Linked DNA regions of Zea mays: regions 1 and 2 are each linked to region 3. Evidence: chromatin contacts called from public Hi-C data. All regions are on one chromosome and are shown on one strand. Each heading gives the region's core, a stretch centred on a gene start, on an enhancer-like site or on the middle of the called end of the contact. The rest is flanking DNA. Distances are from core to core; before and after follow the strand shown.

The links. A called contact is a pair of places that touch in the nucleus more often than the background predicts.
Region 1: a Hi-C map of ear shows a contact between it and region 3, with 2.8 times the contacts expected there. The contact joins the promoter of LOC100192064 here to the promoter of LOC100282725 in region 3. A contact is called at or near these places in 3 of 25 Hi-C or Micro-C datasets (bundle sheath, ear and tassel).
Region 2: a contact with region 3 is called in a Hi-C map of endosperm, with 2.1 times the contacts expected there. The contact joins the promoter of LOC100280404 here to the promoter of LOC100282725 in region 3. A contact is called at or near these places in 2 of 25 Hi-C or Micro-C datasets (ear and endosperm).

What each region holds. Positions count from the first base shown.
Region 1 is chr1:275,075,429-275,078,171 of Zm-B73-REFERENCE-NAM-5.0, forward strand. LOC100192064 (putative phosphoribosylformylglycinamidine synthase chloroplastic/mitochondrial) reads right to left here and starts at 1,490. Exons shown (of 4, transcript XM_008677736.3): 1 at 1,148-1,490; 2 at 233-352; 3 at 1-157. The coding sequence starts at 298.
Region 2 is chr1:274,696,149-274,699,061 of Zm-B73-REFERENCE-NAM-5.0, forward strand. LOC100280404 (NADH dehydrogenase [ubiquinone] iron-sulfur protein 1 mitochondrial) reads right to left here and starts at 1,336. Exons shown (of 5, transcript NM_001361068.1): 1 at 857-1,336; 2 at 306-552; 3 at 1-63. The coding sequence starts at 1,274.
Region 3 is chr1:274,859,010-274,861,871 of Zm-B73-REFERENCE-NAM-5.0, forward strand. LOC100282725 (RNA recognition motif containing protein) reads right to left here and starts at 1,536. Exons shown (of 5, transcript NM_001155632.2): 1 at 1,357-1,536. The coding sequence starts at 1,362.

The DNA of each region.
Region 1 (2,743 bases), core at 240-2,739, 220 kb after region 3:
ATGCCACGGCCCCAGGAGATGACAACAATCGGATATTATGAGTCATTACTCTTTGCAGACGTGGGCAACAAAGATGCTGTTGATGGAAGGAGTGTTGAGTCATCCGCAATCTTCTTGATCCAAGACTTCTCGCAGGATTTAAACCACATATTTTTACCTGTTGTAGAGAACAAACATAAGAACAAGCTAGTGCCAACCAAAAATAAATTATGTTACTTCATAGATTGTATACCATATTTCCAGGAAAGCCTTCAGTCCGTAACAGATTGCTTGCTGTCATTTGGCCAGGTGATGCCATCCCAACCCAAAGAATTTTTATTTTTTTAGTTCTTGTAAAAAAAGAATGGGAGACCTGCACATCAATTGGAAATCAGGGTTATTTTGAATCAAGCATGAAATTATAGAAGTGATGCAAAGATATAAGTGTACAGATAAATTGAGCATGCCAAAGCAAAGAAGATAAACAATCACGAAAGGAGATCATTTCTTTCAAACAAGTTCCTCAGCCTATTTGTGACCCCAAAGATTACGGTGCCATTACTTCAAATGTCAAGAAGGTAGTGCTACTAATAAACTAATGTAAAACGGTTCCTCAAGTGAAAAATGTAGAGACATGATAAAAAAAAAATTCTGCATGCTCGAAGTTCAAACTTCAAAGACTAGGACACTCTTAACCTGAAGGTATTAACATCAAAGCACGTACACCCTATACACATGCAGGCTGTCAAACATATTTGTTCCCAGATATACTGCATATATTATTGGTATCCTATATTATTAGTAGCATAGCATACAGTAGTGACCTAGTGTTGTCTCACGAGTCACGACAGCGACACATGGTTCAAAATATCTCGGCGTCAACTGTCAGGCCGTCAGAACTCGGAACCAGTGAACACTGACCTGTCCTCGATACTATTATTACTCTAATCTGCTTTGCTTTGATCAGTATCCGAACCTCAAAGAAGATAGTACTAGTAAGCTAGTAGATATTCAGTATTCACCAAGTTGCACCAAAAATTCAGAAACAATGAAACGAACTGGAAGGATCGGAGAAGGACGTATGGGATTTAGATTCGACTGCTATAGACAGAAAATATACCCTCACAAATAGTCGACCCACAAAATATATGGAGATAGGGTTCCTTACCAACGAAAGAAGCAGGAATCAACGCGTCAGTCGAGCCAAACGCGAAAAGGACGATTAGGATTCAGGGAGACAGCGCGGCGAAACGAACTCCTCGGAGTCAGCGGCGCGGACGAAACGCTCCGCTCCGCTCGGGCGGAGGCCGGGAGTGTTCCCCGGCTGCGCTAGGAATACGAGACAAGTTTGCGGGGAAGTAGGAGACGGAGAAGCAGCCGCCGCCCGCCGCCGTTGCGAGCGCGAGAGAAAAGGGAATGAGAAAAAGGGAAGGCAAGATGCCTGCCGCACTCGCGCACCACAACGCAATGTTATTGAGATTATTGGGCCGGTCCTAACCAGCGTGGCCACCGCCTGTCGGGCGGCCCAGCGCAATATTGTTAGGCTAATTAGCTGAAGCGTGGGGAGAGCGGGCCCGGTCATTGCCGCAGCCCGCATTCACTGCTTTGACCTGGGCTACGGTTGCAGACTTGCAGTCCGATTTTTTTAGTTCTTTTCAAAAAAAATCACGTTTAGACTTCAGAACGATTTATTTCATATTTTGGACCCTTTGCTCGACGCCATAGCGCCGAGACAACATAGCTGCGGGCGAGGAGACATTCGGAGGTACTGTACAACGCGTATGTTGCGTCTTTTCTGAGGTAGGTGTTGGTTCCATAAAAACTCTCGTGGTGTTTTTCATGGTGTTGGTTCCATAAAAATTCTCGCGACGCATACGTTGCGTCTTTTCTGAGGTACAGGTGCAGGCGAGGAGACATTCGAACATTGCTCTGGACCGTACTAGCTATAAACCCGCCGAGATAGCTTCACGCGTACATCACCACAAATCCCCGAAAAATGGCACCCTGCTTGCCGCCTCACACCTCCTGTTTCCAGATCCTTGTTGTTATGTACTGCCTCCGTTCACAAATATATGATACTATTGACTTTTTCGAAAACTTTGACTGTTCGTTTTATACAGAATATTTATTCAAAAATGTAAAATTTAAATCAAGCATAAATTACCTTAAGTGATAACATAAATCACAACAAAATAAATGATAACTCATTATTTTTTGAATAAGACAAGTGGTCAAAGTTTTTTTAAAAAAATCAACAATATCTTATATTTATGAATGGAGGGAGTACTAAGTATACACGTCACTGTTCCTGTCAAGTTATGAATAACATTGACTTGGAGGAGGATCTTGCAATTTGAACTTGACATGTTCAACTTTAAGCCACCATAGACTATTGTGTGGTTTGTTTGAAGTACTTATCGTTATCAACTTATCATTAAGTTGTGGTGTTCTTGTGATTAGTAACCCTACAAATCATAACCTACATGATTATTTGAGTCACTTAGTTGTACATTTAGCATATTATTATTATATTGCTCATAACACTTTTCAGGCTTTCTGTTTCGAACCAGAGGAGTGGAGGGTTTGCACTTCTTCTGTTGCTACTTGTTACTTTTGTAATGTTGTGGACTTGTTCACTTGTTGTTTCGAACCGGAGTGGAGGCCCTCATCGGTCGGACGGGCGCGCTTATATACACATGCATCCTCTCGCTTAGTTCGTTATGAACAACTGAACAGGCCAAGAAATTCAAAGGAGCGCAAGCTC
Region 2 (2,913 bases), core at 86-2,585, 160 kb before region 3:
CTGCCACGACCTAACATACCAAGGTCTTGAACTCCAGCAACCTCAGTAGCAAACCTTACACACCTGCAATTTGAAAATAAAATAGCATCACATATCAGCCAGGATACAGAGCTTGCACAAGTAGAGAGAACCATTTAGCACATGATGTCAATGCAATGTAAGAAACCAATAGAATGAGGCATGAATAGATAAGATAGAATGCTTGAAGAATGAAGCCCTTGCAGGATACACACAAACAGGATATGCCTGAAAAAATACCTGAAACGATAACAATTAATATTTATCAAGAAGCAAAAAGGCATTACCTTGTACATTGGATGCAACGAGTCATCACTGTCTTAACCAAGGGACCCAAATTCTTGTCCACAACTGAACGCTTCATCTCAGTGAACCGACCGCGGTCAGCACCAAATGCCATAGACTGATCCTGGAGGTCGCACTCGCCGCCCTGATCACAGATTGGGCAGTCGAGTGGATGGTTCATCAGCAAGAACTCCATGACACCCTCCCTTGCCTTCTTTGCCACTGGGGTGTTTGTCTTAATCTTCATCCCTAATCCAGCAACAGTGATAACTCAGTGCTCCAAAAATCCACAGACCTAAGGTACATCAATTTGAGGTATCTAGTTTCTCCAAACATTTCTGATGGTATGGAAATCAAACAAAGACATCTACGCAGAACCCTAAGTTGCTGAGGCAGTTAGGCGCAAAGGAAAATGATGAGTCTGAGCATTTGAGGCACACAACACTAGCTAATAAAGAAGCGCAGCAGACCAACATTAACCACATTTCAATATCAGAACAGCGCGCAAGAACATGAAAACCGCCGCCGACGGAATGCAGAGGAGCCAGCTGACCTGGGAGCGCGGGCATGGCACAGGAAGCGACGGGCTTGGGCGACTTCTCGACCTCGACGAGACACATGCGGCAGTTTCCAGCGATGGAGAGTCGGCTATGGTAGCAGAAGCGCGGGATGTCGACGCCGGCGACCTCGCAGGCCTGGAGCACGGTGAACCCCTTGGGGATCCGCACCGCATGGCCATCCACGAATACCTCGAGCGCGTCCTCCGGGTTGGGAGGAAGCTCCACGCGGGCGCCTCCAACGGGCTCCCGCGGCGGAGGCAGCTCCAGGTCGGCAGGCGCCACCGCTGCGCCGGCCTCCGGCGAACCCGCGGCGGCGGTCGGGGAGATCCAACGGCAGGAGGCAGCCACGGCGGGGCAGCGCGACGACAGGCGCCAGTTGGACTGCCGCAGCGCCCGCGCGAGAAACGCCATGGCGGCGGCGGGGCGATGGGATCGAACGGAGATGGTAGAGAGAGAGGAGCCCTCGACCTCTGGGATGGGGGGTCGTCTCCTCCGTAGGGAGGTGGCCCGTGGCCCTGCTACGTGTACACGGGGTTTCGAGAACGGTGAGAATGGCACCGGGGCCCGGTATGAGGGCCCAATAGCAGTGGAAAGTTAGTTTGTGGTAGATGTAGGGGCTCGTGCGCGCTGTATTTCGCTTCGGTGTTGAATCTTGACCTTGGATGGACACGGTGCATGGTCGGTGGACACGGAATGGCTTTGGTCGGAAGAAGAGCATAGTTTAGGCTGTCGACACTGCAAGATCACCGCGCTAACTGTAGACTAAATAGCCATGTAATAAAAATATTAAAAATTTGCATTCAAATGATATAGAAGAGATTAAGATATTTATAATTTTATTATTTTACCTAATTCATTAGGGTTAAAGACTAACAATGATAGCATGGAAAGAGCAAGAACATATAAAAGATTAAAATATTTATGATAGCAAATAAGTGACAAACAAAGTTATAATAACATGCAGAGAATTATTGCCAAATAAAAATTATACAATTCATAATAATATATATACACACACATCGTGAAGTAAAAATACATAATTCATAAATATTTTTTGAAATTTTATACTTTAATTGGTTGAAAACATGTAGTGAATGTGGCGAGCGTGTGAACCAAATAGAATGCGCCACATCGCTAAAGATGGTCTGTAGCGATTGGGTCGAATCAATGCCAAGTAGACTATCTAGCGTGTCAATTGATACCACCTTGTTTAGCTCTAACATGGCTGGTACCGATAGGTCCATGGACCTACTATGGTTGACCGCACGTTCGAGTCGGACCAATCAGTACTGACCGGTCTGCAACGGTTTGTAATGTCTAGCGTTGGACCTATCCTATACATGTCGTTACAAAGAGTATCCTAAGCGCTATGTTGATGACATTTTTGTTTTATCTTTCATAAAGCAAGTTTGTGTTTTATTGTTCAGTCCATTCTTCCTGAAAGCATCCATCAAAAGGTTGTGGGAGAGAACATTTCTCATAGTGCTATTCCGCTTCATGAGACCAATCACACTAAGTAGCTCTTCAAACTAACAGGTCGCAACATAGAGTTTCATGATTTCATTGAAAGTGTGAGGATCAATGGCAACCCATGGCTCTACAACCGAGCCATGAAGGTTTTAGCCTTCTACACATTTCTTTTTGTAACATAACAATGGAGGAGAGTGAACGATGCAGATTGTTTGGCACCATAGCTTTATAGTTTGTAGCATTCCTCGGCTTAAAAAGTATTGTAAGCTTTAACAATCAAGTTCAATCTTGTTGCATGATCCCATGACGACAGTGGAAGGGAGTTGCATGATAACATCCAAGAGAAAATCTGCAACACAATGCAACGTTGTTTAACCAATATAACATATAATATACATGCTATAGAACATTCTACATCAATGTTGTCAATAACAAAATAGCCAAACTTCTAAAACCTTGTATACTAAACTTCAAGGTCCAAGACGAACATAAAAAATGTGTAATGATTGGTCTAGAGTCTAGACAGTAGGAGATAAAATCACTAGACAATCAACCAACTAAGACAGAGACTAGGATTGCA
Region 3 (2,862 bases), core at 286-2,785:
ATTTGAATTTCGCCTACTACAGAATCGAGAAAAATCGGCGAAATTGGCTGGATTTCGACCAGAAATTGATAACCCTGGTTACCATAGACCACTGATGAAATGGGTCAACAACATCAAGTGTTTCCAGGTACGTAGGTGTTCAGAAGTTTCATGAAAGTAATGCTCGAAAAGTACGGTTGCCAATATTTGGTTCAAATAAAATGACAAATTATGACCAACCGGAGACCCATATTCCAATAAAATTTTATTCACATATTTTTGTAGTCACAGCCTCACAGGGACATATAAATAAAAAATAAGTCATTTTTTTCATTTACACTGTCAAGGTCCGCAAATTTATTTGCAGATATGGGTCCAGTCTTATTATGCTGGATATCCAGGTAATTTGTGCCAGGCTACCAGCTGTAAGCCCGTCGCCACATTACAGGTACGAGAGGAATTAACAGCAATATTCAGTAACCTGAAACCCCCCAAGAAAGGACCAAAAGGACTGTACAAATGCATTTCAATGGAGTGTGTGGAAATGCAGAAACCTGCACTTTAGGGTCTGTTTACTTCCCTCTTAGATTATATAAGCTGGATTATAGTGAAAGTGTATGAGGGTAAAATATCACTTTGAGACCACAAATAAACTGAAATAAGTTAACATTGGGTAGCTTATTTTAGCTTATTTGTGGTTCCAAAATGATATTTTACTCTCCTAACCTTCTATCATAACCCAACTTATATAATCTAGGAGGGCCTTAGTATTCTCATCCATTAGAGAAATCACCAATTGCTAATCCTGGCACGAAATCTGAAAGGAAGCATGCCCAACGAACTTGAAGATGGGATCTAGTGATCTAATCGCCTTTTATCAACACGGGGCTGTCAAAATTCGAGTTGATGACAAGCAGAGTAATTTGTACTGGCAGTAGAGAACAGCAGGCATTTCTAGTCTCTTATCTGGGGGAAGCTGGACCTGAAAGGAAAATGGAAAAGGTGCAGCCAAACAGAAATATCCAATCGACATGTCATCAACCAAGCACACCAAACTACTAGAATCCAGCAACAAACAGACGAAACCGCGGGTGCAGCGTGTGGCCTCAGTTTGCACCCAGAGTTCCTTAGCGGCGGCGGCAGGATTCCGGAGGAACGGCGCGCAGGCACCAAATCCACCAGAAAACCTGCAGCCACCGTCCAAACGGGAGCAATGCGGTCGCGGCACAATGGATATCCCCCCCTAGCGGCCAAGCAGAACCACCGCGAAATTGCCTCCCACGGCTAAGCCTGAGGCCGCAGCCGACCATGCCGAGTACAGCCGCCGCCACGGAGCAGGAAAAGCCAGAGAGGGTTGCAGGAAGCGGCACTACTCACCTCCATCCTCCGGGGAACAAGATCTCGCGGCGGGGATTCCGAGGCGGGCGGCGAGCGAGGTGGCTGGAAGCGAGCCGAGCACGTCGCCGCGCGAGAAGGTGGGTGGAAGTCCGCCCGCCCGCTTGGGGTTGTGGGGATTTGCGCCGTGTGTGTCGGCGAGTGGAGGAAGAGGGCGACTTTTTGCGAGGCGCGTGTAGTAGTAGGGTACAGTACGTAAGTAATTGTAACGTACCGACCGGCAGGTTGGCGATGATTCCGGCCGCGACGCGCGTTGGCAGGCAACAGGCACGGACGGCACTACAGGCCAGCGGTGGTTGTAGACGGGTAGCTGTGCAGCCTCGCCTGCGGCCTGCGGGGCAATACTGGATCAGTGGATCTGGTCCGGCTGCACGGAGCGGTGGTCGTCAGCAGTGGGGGGCTGGGGCCGATGCCATTCGATGGGGAAAAAAATTAGTGCAGGTCGAATGTTTGCAGTCCTCAAAAAAGAATAATAATAACTAAAATGTTATCTAGTGTATTTTAAATGGAACATATCTTTATTTTTGTGAGAGATTACAAACATTCTAATTTGCAGTTGGCCTGTACCAAATTTTTTTCCGACGATGGCTGTGGCTTGCGCTGCGCCGGACAGGGGACGGAGGCGGGAGTTCAAATGTCAGTCGCTTCAGACTGTCTGTAGCGGTTACCCCTAATTTTTTCTTCCTATATCATTTTTTGCGTCACATAATCAACATTTCATCCCTTATTTTTTCATCTCCTGCAGCGGTTCCCCCTATATTCTCCCCCTATACCCCACTATAACCCTAAAATATTATTATCCAACCCTATTCATCATCTATTACCATTTTTCTTCACCTATTAAAAAAACATAGTACACATGAACATTGAGTAGAGGGGCCACAGCTTCACGCTAACTGTGGCGGTTCACTGTTCATATCTGCTACCAAGGGGGGGCTTTTAAGGGATACCGTTGCAGCCTTGGGGGCTTCTGTAGCTACCAGATCAAGGGGAGGAGGCTGTCTGGCGGAGGCGGCTGCGGACAACCTCAGTTTTCCTGCTTTCTCTTTGGTTTTTTCACTTCTGCTGTGCCCTACCTATTTGTGGCGGCGGATTTGACATCCGGCCAAACTCTACCTTGATGCCTACTCCCCCTAACAAAATAATTGCACGTCTCGTTCCTAAAACTCCAAGCTTTTTAAGTCTGACAAAGAGTACAAGAATAATGTTTACGTTTTAAATAAATTTATTACGAAAATAATAGTATATTTTTAAATAAATTTATAGAAGACTAAGTCAGTTATACTGAGTCAATAGATCATGAATTTGAAGCCGTCTCTTAAATAAATTTAAAGAAGACTAAGGCAGTTTATGTGGAGCATCCGGTACTATGTCTGGCCTTTTCTTTAAGAAATACTCTTTAAAAAGTGAAAGGGAAATGTGCACTTTGGTCATTTCTATAATTGTTTTGTTGATTAAATGTCCAACATAAATGTGTTAAACTCTTAT